Regions from separate parts of the Zea mays genome. Here region 2 is linked to region 1. Evidence: chromatin contacts called from public Hi-C data. All regions are on one chromosome and are shown on one strand. The core of a region is the stretch at or near the end of the contact, and the rest is flanking DNA. Distances in the headings are between cores, read along the strand shown. Region 1 holds the start of LOC118472073 (CLP protease regulatory subunit CLPX1, mitochondrial). Region 2 holds the start of LOC103627314 (putative HLH DNA-binding domain superfamily protein).

Evidence for each region. Hi-C and Micro-C count contacts between places; a contact is called where the count stands out from the background.
Region 2: a contact with region 1 is called in a Hi-C map of tassel, with 2.1 times the contacts expected there. The contact joins the promoter of LOC103627314 here to the promoter of LOC118472073 in region 1. A contact is called at or near these places in 3 of 25 Hi-C or Micro-C datasets (endosperm, leaf and tassel).

Annotation. Positions count from the first base shown.
Region 1 is chr5:177,997,156-178,002,729 of Zm-B73-REFERENCE-NAM-5.0, forward strand. LOC118472073 (CLP protease regulatory subunit CLPX1, mitochondrial) reads left to right here and starts at 2,149. Exons shown (of 15, transcript XM_035959203.1): 1 at 2,149-2,995; 2 at 4,407-4,468; 3 at 4,603-4,703; 4 at 4,832-4,911; 5 at 5,302-5,352; 6 at 5,460-5,534. The coding sequence starts at 2,165.
Region 2 is chr5:178,271,288-178,276,861 of Zm-B73-REFERENCE-NAM-5.0, forward strand. LOC103627314 (putative HLH DNA-binding domain superfamily protein) reads right to left here and starts at 2,108. Exons shown (of 9, transcript XM_008647619.3): 1 at 1,673-2,108; 2 at 520-1,176; 3 at 361-441; 4 at 72-146. The coding sequence starts at 1,744.

The DNA.
Region 1 (5,574 bases), core at 899-3,398:
AAGAGTCAAAATCACCAATCAAATCGAAGAGAAAGAAGAGGATGAAGACAGTTATGATATCACAATCGACCCTAGTGCAGGTGATGATGGCAGCCATGGTGATGCTAGATTATATGGTGCAGGAGGGAGTGGTGTAGAAGATCGGAGGTCCACTGAAGGAAGTCGGTTCAACCATGCCATACAAGATTCTTACCATGATGCACCTCATTCACAACGGGAGACAAAAAGCGGTCGACGTCGTCCGATTTCGTTTCCTGTCCAAGATGGAATCCGTAGCTCAAGTAAATCTTGTTATCTAACTATCCGCCTAGACAAGACTCGATCTATAACCCTTATGCATGGCAATAGCAACCGGGCCAGGGACCACTAGACGAAGTATCACCATCGATCATGTATGGGTGTGGACCCCTCCACCATCATATTCAAATTTGTCATATATTTATCCACCAGGACCATATTATGGGTATGGACAAGTTCCTCCTGCACCAGTATGCTATTTTTGCTTCGTCGACGTCGATAAGTATTTATTTGCCGTTCTTGTTTTCTGGCTAATGTATCTCATATCTTTTATATAGAATTATCACTATGACGAATTGGAACCATATCACGATCCTTTCAACATGCCTGTGTACTATCACTATAACTCGAGCTGAACATGTGAGTATTATGAAACAAGTCGACTTATGTGTCGTTGGAGAGCTGTAAAAGAATTTGTATTTGAGAATTGCAAAGTTCGTTGGTTGTTTGTTGCATGAGAACTAGAGTTTGTGGTTGCATATGCATGTTGTATGTTATTTTAGTGAACACATATCATGTGGATCAATTAATATTTACTGTGCAACGTGAATTGCGCAAATTACAAATAAATCATGTCAAAAATTATCTTTTGTTTGAAAAAAACACCAAAAATAGTTCGTTTTTTTGGAAAACCAACTACTTAGGGCGATTTATTGTCGATTTTCCATCGTTAAACCGACACGAAATTAAATTTAATTTGGTTTGGCCAAATCGGCCGGTTTTACCGGTAAATTGCCGGTTTATCGGAACCGGGGTGGTTTTTTAGGCTCGAACGGTTTGGTCTGAGCATACTACGTTGTATGGAGCACTGCACCAGCAGAAGTCAGGAAAACAACTCCAAATTTCACTTCCCACACATATAGATGTATAGAAAGTCCGAAGCCCGAAAGCTCGGTCCAAAGAACCTTTATTTAGCCCGGTACGAGCCCGGTCCGACCCGTTTTTATACGTGCTCAGGCCGGCCCGACATGGACAAGCGGGGCGGGCCCGGACACGAAACTAAGCCCGACGAGCTAGCCCGACACGACCCGTTTGGCTCTAAACCCACCAAACCCGCTTTTTTACACTAAACCGTGCTTACCGGTCCGCATAGCCCGTTTTCGACCGCTTTTTCTGTGTTTATCGGACTGGCCCGACCCATTTAGATAAACAACGGACTAAACTCGGACAGAGAAACGAGCTCGCAGACTTTAAAAGAGTGACCTAATTTTCTAACCGTACATATAGTGCTGGGAATTGGGCCGTGCCGGGCCGGCTCGGCCCAAGCCCATCGTGCTTCGTGCCAAACGGGTTCGGGCCAAGAAAGCCCAAACAATTTTTGGGCCGTGCCGTGCCAGCCCGAAGTGTAAAAACAGTGGCCCAGCCCGGCCCTAAACCACGCCGTGCCTTCGTTGGGCCGTGCCGGCCCAAGCCCGGCCCGTATATTTGACCACATAAAATCAAAATATTATAACCATATAAAGTTCATATCTTACTAAATTAAAGATATTAAACAATTATAGCATTATTTAACCACATAAACTCTAAATATAACAACAATATAAACTCAATATCTTACTAAATTAAAGAGATTAAACAGTTTGGGCTGAATTGGGCCGTGCCGGCCCAAGCCCGGCCCATCTATGCGTGCCGTGCTGGGGGCCCGACGGGTCGGAATTTGAGGCCCGGCTCAGGCCCGCCTTCGGGCCGGGCTAGCCCGGCCCATATTATTTCGTGCCGGGCCGTGCTTTGGGTTCTTATTTTCGGGCCGTGCTCGTGCTGGCCCGAAAAGCCCGGCCCAGATTCCCAGCACTACGTACATATCCGGCCAATCTCAAAATAGACCGGGCTTCACCGGATCCAGGACGGACCGCACCTGGCAGCCCGTATGGGCTTCTCTACTCACACACACAACCCCACGGAGAGGTCACTCTCTCTTTCTCTCCACTCCGCCAATCCATCCGCACCCGCCACCATGTCCGGCCTCCTCCGGTGGCGTCGCCTCGCCAACGCCGCCACGCGCGCCGCCTCCACCCTCACCGCGGCCGAGTGCTCCCCGGCCGCCGCGTCGGCTGCTGGCGCGGTTGCCCAGCCGCCGCCACCGCACCGGCGCCTCCAGGAGCGGCGCAAGTGGGAGTCCTCCTCGGGCTCCGGGGGCAGCTCCTCATCCTCCACCGATGAGCCCGAGCCGCGCCGTATCCGCGCGGAGGCCCACTGCCCGCGCTGCTCCAAGCACATGGACATCCTCTTTTCCCACCGGGGCCCTCCGACCGCGGCCGCCGCCGCCGGCTACCAGGCGCTCAACCTCTGCCCTAATTGCCGCAGCGCCTACTTCTTCCACCCCCACGTACTAGCGCCGCTCCAGGGCACCTTCGTCGAGATCGGCCGCGTCCGGGCCGACCTCCTCGACCACCCCGCCGCCAGGGCCAGGGAGAGGGACCCTGTCTTCTGGGAGGCTATCAGGGCCAGCTCCTCGTCGCGCGACGACGGGGAAGGCGGCGGCGTCGCCGTGCACGTCCCGCCCGGCCCGCCCTTTCACCCCAACCTTAACGTCGTCCGCGTTGCCGGCAGCGGCGGCGGCGGGGGAGGTGGCGCTGGCGACGAAGGTGCGGGGAAGGAGGGCTGGGGTGGTTCCAATCTCGGCAGGGATTTACCCACGCCCAAGGAGATTTGCAAGGGGCTCGACAAGTATGTGATTGGGCAGGACAGAGCCAAGAAGGTGAAATAAATACAACGTTCACGCTGGTAACTTTTCATTTCATGGTTATTAGAATTGGCATCCTGATGCTGTTTTTTGGTCAGCTCATGCAAGACATGGCAAGTCTCTGATGACTCCAATGTCACTGGAGCTGGAGGGAATTTTACAGCCTTTTTTTATAGATAGAAAATTAGATCTCCCCGTTTCCCTTCTTCAATCGATTAAGGGACTTCAACACAGCTGAATTTGATTGTTTCAACAAAATGAGAGTTTTCTCCAACCCAATTCTTGTTTAGAGTTGGGACTATTGGCCATTTAAATGCTACTGGGTATAATTGCAATGGAAAATGTTTTCTAAATTAGAGAAAAAGAAATATATATAGAATGCTGGTTGGGGGTTGAAATGGTTATTTGGGAACGGACCATGCTATACATTTTGTAATAGAATCAAAGAAATGCATTGTTGGAACTGCGGCTCCTAAAAAGGTATGAGGAGAAGGGCGAGGCTCTGGACCATGGCGTTTGGGCGCAGTTGTCCTAGGGTTAGTGCAGAGGGTGGAAGACGGCGTGGTACTGTTTCACGCGTGAACAGTACTCGCCGGGAGAACAGTAGGCACAGAGAAGGGGAAGCCGAGCAAAATGATTGCTTGTCTGCTTTCATTGATCTTAAGAGTACATCTTATAGGGCTGATATAGCAGCCCATTCTTATCTAAACTGATCCCTTATCTTTATAAACAAACTCTGCTTATCCTCATCCATCTAGACCGACTCTATCTGGCCTAGGATTGACGCTTATCCTTCTAACCTGACTAGCTGATTTCCTGCTCTTATCTATCTCAAACTCTATCCAGCCTAGAGCTGCTGGGCGTCTGCCCCTTCTACTGCCCCTCTTGCCGCCCTAGGGCGGCGGTGATACTGAGTGCCGGTCATAACATGCACTTTCCCCACCGCGGTTTCACTTTGCTAAGCCCTGCAGCTCTCTGACTTTCTGTTTAGTTGTAAAAATGTGAGCCCCATTCTAACACTGTGAAACAATAATGGATAATCTGAATTTCTATCCTGTCTGAACTGTCATTTCATCTAATTCTAATTAGAGGAGTTCTCTACTTAGTGTGTGTTGGCGTATGTTCTGTGTGTGTTTTCTGCCTGAACTTTTCCTCTATGACCAAAGCCTGGGTGGCTGGGACAGTTCTTTTTCTTGTTTACTATCTCTAATACAATGACACACAGCTCACCTGTATGTTCAAGAAAAAGATTAAGTTTCTTTACACCTTTCAATAGAGATGAGAATTGTATAAGTTTCTTCATAGATATATTTTTTAATTTCAGTTCTCATGATAATCTAGATTGATTTGTCTCAGTATTGGGTACTCAGCAAGAGAACACTTGCTTGAATTTGTCCTCATCTGATGTAGCCTTGTAAACCTGCAGGTGCTATCTGTTGCAGTTTACAACCACTATAAACGGATATACCATCAATCTTTACAAAAGGGGTCAGTTTCACTTTGCTGTGTAAATCTGTCTTTTCTGCAAATAATGAATGATACTCATTCTTGCACCCTAAGAAACTAGAATTCATAAATATCTTTCAGTGACTAATTATGTGGTATATAAGCTAAACCAGTAGGTCTGGAGCAGATTTGGGTGGTTTTGATGGGGAAGCTGATGACGACAACAATGTGGAACTAGAGAAAAGCAATGTCCTGTTAATGGGACCTACTGGCTCTGGTAAGGCATCTGCAACCATTTAAAGTTGGATTTATGTCAGCTCTGGCTACTATATTTGATCAACTCAAATGTCTGTAAAAGGAAGTGCACTCAGCAGTATTTATTTTTATGGTTCATTTCTTTCACAGGTAAAACTTTACTTGCAAAGACATTAGCTCGTTTTGTGAATGTACCATTTGTAATTGCTGATGCAACGACATTAACCCAGGCAAGTATTTGTTAACATTGCCTTCTAGAGAGAAGTGCATATTGGTTAAACACACAAAAAACGCCAATCTATAGAGAGTATTGCAGGCATCATCAATGACACCATCTAAACTATGTTAGCAAGAAGTATGCTATTAACAAATTCTGCATAAATGTAGGTACTGATTTTGCAGTACCTATCACATTATTGTATCTCAACGTTGAATGCTTGCAGTCATAATCCTAGTTCGGATATCTATAGTTCTTACCGAGCCATTTAATTAAACAATTTAAAAAGATCATATCTTATGGTTTGCTATTGCACATATGGTCTCTGACTCTGTTAGATTTCTTTCCCCGATGCTATCCTCTTGGTTTCAGCACTAAGGATTAAATTTTCCACTTATTGCAGGCAGGTTATGTAGGAGAGGATGTAGAATCTATATTATACAAGTTACTCACGGTATCCCTTTTGACTTGCACATGTGCAGTGAAACAAGTTAAACTATGAACTGTTGTAATATCTTGCCTGAGAGTGAGCTTTGACTGTTCTATGTTTTCATTAACTAGGTGGCAGATTTTAATGTGCAAGCAGCACAGCAAGGGATGGTGTACATAGACGAGGTTGATAAGATCACAAAAAAGGTATGACATCAATCTTTGGCTTGAATTTTCCCTCCTGGTG
Region 2 (5,574 bases), core at 858-3,357, 270 kb after region 1:
GAGCACAATCGATTCAAACCCTGCCACCAAGGGGGGTCTAGTCTAAACAGCAACCACAGAACGTCAGAAACCTGTTCAGGATTACGCGTTGCATCAAACGACGAGAGCTGCTGCCCAGAGTTCAGGTGACGCAGACCGCTGAGTTCCTGCAGGGGTCGCGATCAGGTTAGGCGAACAAGCGCGTCACTCACGGTACACTCTCAGCCTGTGCCGACACCGTCAGCTTACTGTACACCTTTTATTCAGATGGTAGTGCTGCTGTCCAAGTCCAATAACCACCGTGCTTCTGTTCCGTCATTACATATGGCAGACGGGCGAGCAAAAAAGACAAGCAGAAGAGAGCAGGCGTCTGATTCTGACCTTTTGGCTGAGCTGCAGATCGCCAAAGTCAAGGCCAGGAGCGAACGACAGCATCTTTCCAGTGTTGAACTCAACGTCATCCTGCAAGCATATCGTATGAGCAGAGAAACACGAGACGTGATTGAGCGGGGAAAAAAAAACAATCTCAAGGTCCACCACCTCTACATGTAGCCGCGCATTGCCTATCTGTGGATACTTGTTCACGTCCGCGACACAGGAGGATCCACGGACGAGATCGTTGTCGCTAACCGCGCCGAAACCGAAGCTCCGCGAAGTCTCTTCCCCGGCCAGCGACGAGATCCGCGGGAACGCGGAAGGCCACGACGCGGGCTGCTCTCCCAGGACTAGGAACCGCGGCGGCGGCGGCAGGCCGGACTGCTCGCTCCCGCCGCTGCTGTCGTTGGAGGAGCTGCACACCACCGGCGCGCTGTCGGCGAGCGATACCGCGCAGGGCGCGCTCAGGACCGGGCCCAGCATGCCGGCCACCAGCGCGCTGTTCACCTCGAAGCCGAGGCCCTCCTCCTGGGTCACGGTCACGTCGTCGCCCGGCAGGTGCGCGCTCAGGAACTGCTGGTGCAGCTCCAAGGGCGGCACGAGCGCCGTGGAGGAGCCGTCTTGGAGGTGAAAGCCTGCGCCTTGGCCTGGTGCAGCCTGAGCTCCCAGGTACGCGTACGTCCCTGCAGGGTCGGCGAGGGAAGTGGCGCCGGCGCCGGCGCATGGCCAGGATGAGCCGATGAACATGGCGTCCTGCGGCCATGCCTGTTCCGGGACGAAGGGGTCCACGAACCCGTCCATCTTGCTGGCTTGTGGGGGTGCCTGTAAAAAAAGAAGAAGAAGAAATTGTGGTCGTGGAACAGACTTTGAAGGTTCAGGAATTCAGATGGCTCGTGTCAGCGAGATAACACAACGGTGGCTCCTGTGAGTGAGGAGAGGGAGGCAGAAGGCCAAATGGCCAGTCATGCAGGCGGCAGCCACTTCTACAACGGATAGATCAGGTGTCTGTAAAATGCAAGCGCTGCGGAACATGTGGCCTGATATGGTCAACCAGCACATCGGAAGGGACTAAAGAAAAGCTGAAAACTCTGCTGGTTTTCCCTGATCCGACTGACAACCGCATTTAGAACTGGATGGTCTGGTCGCCCTTCCCCTCCCCTCCCCTGAGAAAAATCTCTGAGATCCCCACCACTACTCTCTACTAAGCTTTGTAATAACTCAAACCGATGATCTGAACAAAGTACTGCTGCGTAAAGAAAATGACGGAATTCAAGGAGCCGTCAACAAGACAGTGAAGATGGACGACGGAATCACTCACTGAATCAGTGCAAGGAGAAACAGAGTCGAGAAAGCAGTGCTCCCAGCTGCATCGCGCGCACGAGCAGAACATCACCGCGTCGCCTCCGGAAGCAACTCGATCCACGGCACAGGATAGACAGAGCAATTCGGAAAGAGTCCAGCGGCGGCGGCGGCGGCGGGGACGAACGAAGGAAGCAGTCGCCGGAACTGATGGCCGGCTGGGGAGGAAGAAGCGAGGGCGAGATCAAAGAGCAGGGAGAGGAGGTGGAGGAGGGAGCTCACCAGTTGACGGAGACGAGGGGGGGAAGACAACCGCTTCAGCTCCCGGTCCTGGCTCCGCTTTCCGCTGGGGATCGGAACGGACGAGGGGGAGAGGCGCGGTTTTGTTTCTTGTGCCTGCCTGCGTGCGTGTGTGTATCTTTGTGCGCGTCAGTAGTACGTGCCTTCGCTTCGCGTGACAAGTGTGGGCAGGCAGGTGGTGGTTATATACTCGCCCCCCCGCCCAGGAGGTCCCCGGCTAGTTTTTCCTCCTTCTGAAAATACGGTACTGACGATGATGGGGGCCATGATGACCACCGTGAATCCGTGATCACGAACGGTTACTGCTCAATCACATTAGTTTTGTAACAACAAATTTAGTTCATGCAAAGTAATGTCCATGGAGTTATTGTCTCATTATGTGTGCGTGGGATTAGCCCTTCCTATCGCTCCTTCATTTTATTTGCATCGGTATTCATCATATCTCTAGTCTCATCTCTTATTTTAAATTTCATTCTACGAGGGAGCTATAAAAAATGGATTTGGGCTCTTTTTAACTCATACTTTTTTTTTCTTTCGGCTAAGATAAATTGTAGTATTTGTTTTATCAGGGTAAATATCTGATGTATGGACCATATATTTACTTTGATATTAAAATTTTTATAGGTATCAAATATGATTGTGTGTCGTCGCAGCGCACACGCATTGTACTAGTTATTTTTTATTCTTCAGCCGCACGAGCTGTTCTGTCGGATAGAGCTCAAGTTATTTTGGTGAAGTATCCAGTCCAGTGGAGTTCATAAAAACGTACTCCAATAGAATCTCACTAGTGTATGGGGCGCGCCCTTGGGCGCGCTTGAGCTAGTTTGTAAGTCTTTTTTGAATGACAGTAGATATATTTGTTGTAATAAATTGTATCATTAACTTGTGCTAAAAGTAATGGAAGCATCACCTGTTTGAACTTTTTAAAGTTGGATGTATAGTTCATTTTAATCAATGATAGATATATCAATTCTAACATTCTCACATGAAAAAAGTTGTTTTAAGCAACTATGGATCATTAGCTGCAGCTTACATACTAGAACAATCAGAAATTGTTAAACGATGATGCCTTAATAGGAAAAAAACATATGATTTTCAGTCGCAAGGCCTTACATTCTAAGCATGTCAACACATGTCAAAATGGACATCATTTTTCTTACCTGTATTTCTGCCTGTAGTTGTTGAACTTATAGGTTCTTCAGACCATAACACTGAGTAAATATGTTGTTCAACTTGTGTAAGTGTTTGTTCAGTTTGAGGATACGTGCAGTAGTGTCTGGCTAAAGCAAGACTAATGTTGCATTCATTTGTGTATTCACCGCTTACTGACACGCGGGGGAAATTGAGCTCCAACTGAGATCCCTCAATGCAACAAACAAAAGTTACGGGCTGGAACCTGAAAAGAAGCACTACAATTGTGTTGTTGATTTGTTAGACAAAGCTGTTAAGTTTAGGATCATAATAAGTCACTAAACCAATAGAATTTAAATAAACCTTCCCTCTTCTAACTTAATTTACGGAGCTGAAACGGTTCGTCATATCTGTGATCAGTTAGATTTAGAATCTGAAGTGGAGCTAAACTATTAACTGAGTAATCTCGGAAGGAGCACTTACTGGAAGGGAGACATTTACATCGGGGCCTTGCTATGATGCAGTATCCATCAGAGGAGAACATAAGGTTTGTTCATCTTATTTCTTTTGCGCTACTTCTTTGTGGGAAGTCCGTATGTGATCTGTGTGCACAGGTCATGATAAAATGCCTGCAACATTTAACATTCAAAAATCTAGGACACGCTGATGAGTTTCAGTCCAATCAAGTATTCTAAAAAAATCCTGTCCGAAACAAACTAAAATATATGTGGCCGCTACAGGTTGAATAGTGCCCAATTTAATATTGTGTCAAATTTGTATTTCAATATTATTTTTGGTGGCAAGAATGTATCACAGTTCTAGTTTTATGTGTACTTATAGCATTTGGATTAGCTCCATAGTCTAGAAAAAGCTTGACACATTGTTCGTCGCACGTCTGGAAGCAGCTATATGCTGAAAATAATGAAATGAGCACTTAAATTTCTTGCTTGATAGAAATCTCAAATCTGTATGCACACACATATGCTTCATCGTATATGCATACCAGTCTTGTATGTCAATCGTTATCTGATTCATTTGGTATTAACAGCATTAACAAGGACTTCAACACCCAAAGAGAGATCCACACTATTCTGTCCTCAAATAGTTTAGAATTCCACAGAGAAGATTAAACCGCAGGTACAGAGTTCTCATGTTCCTGTCATAGCGGCTTATGGCCCTACAAATCTAGTCTAACCAGGTTAAATGGAGAGGCTGTCAGTTGTCATGCCAAATATAACAAGGCTAAGTACATCATATTCATGCGGCACTTAAAAAAAGAAAATACAACAAGGCTAAGGACCTTAGTGGTTGTACATGAAGCGTAATAGAGACCACTGCAATCTAGTTTATCTGACCACCTGGTTAAAATATTCACTTGCAGCCATAACAAAATCTGATTCAAAGCAACGGCCTACAGCTACTACCTTGGTAGAATAATCTATCGCCTCAGGTTTTAGATTTACAGGACAACAAGAGTTATAAACAAAACAATGGATTTAGTGGACCAATTTTAATTGTATGGTAAGCATAACGACATCCCTCCAGACCTCCTGATTACCTCAATGACCTTTTAAAAATATCAAAGAACATTGTCTCGCTATCAAGATCTAGCATTTCTAAATGCTGCATGGATGCATAGACTATTAAACATTGTGTCATGGAACAATTATCAGAAATAGCCTGGTAAATAATGGTAGGCATCTTTCACAAATTAACTATGCGTGTAGTGTGGTACCGGACTTACCAGAATCACTATGTTAAACAAACCAAGTGAAATCAAAGTAATATTGATTTAGTATTGTCAAAAGAGAGCTAACAACATGTGTCATATGTATTCTGTACCGTCTTTAGATACCCACCTGTACCTGTTGCCATCAAGTTAGTTGTTTCTTTCTTATGTTCTTCTGTTAGTATGGCCATGATAAGTTGCAATTTGGTACATTCGGATTTGGCGAATCCAAAATTCTGATCCATGTTGTTTCTCCCCAACAGAACACTCTTGTGTATAGAAGCAGTGGAAGATGATGCCCTACCAATCAGAAGGTGAAACATGTAATCTAGGTCGAAGCAAGCGGTGGAAGATGATGCACACGAGACCCAATCGAACACGACAAGGGATGGGAAGGACAAGGATGACGAAGCGTAACTGGAGCCCAAGGGGAGGCGGCGCCAGAGCATGAGGAGGTGGCGGAGGCGGTGGAGCGAGCGGCAGCGATGGGGCGGTGGAAAGCAGCTCGATTTCGAACCGTGAAGCAAAATCTGAAATCACATCGGGGGACATGGATCTTTACCTCTCTGGCAGCTTGACCTCCGCCTTGCGCTTGACGGGGTTCCGCACAGCCTCGGTGCCAATGTTGAGCTCTCGTTCAACGGACACGAGGTCATCCGTCGCCACCGTCGCCGCCTCAGCCTACGCCGCCGGGTACGGCCGTGCGCTTTCAGCGTCTCCTCCGGCTTCTCCGGTGTCGGGATTAGCTTCACGTCCATCAC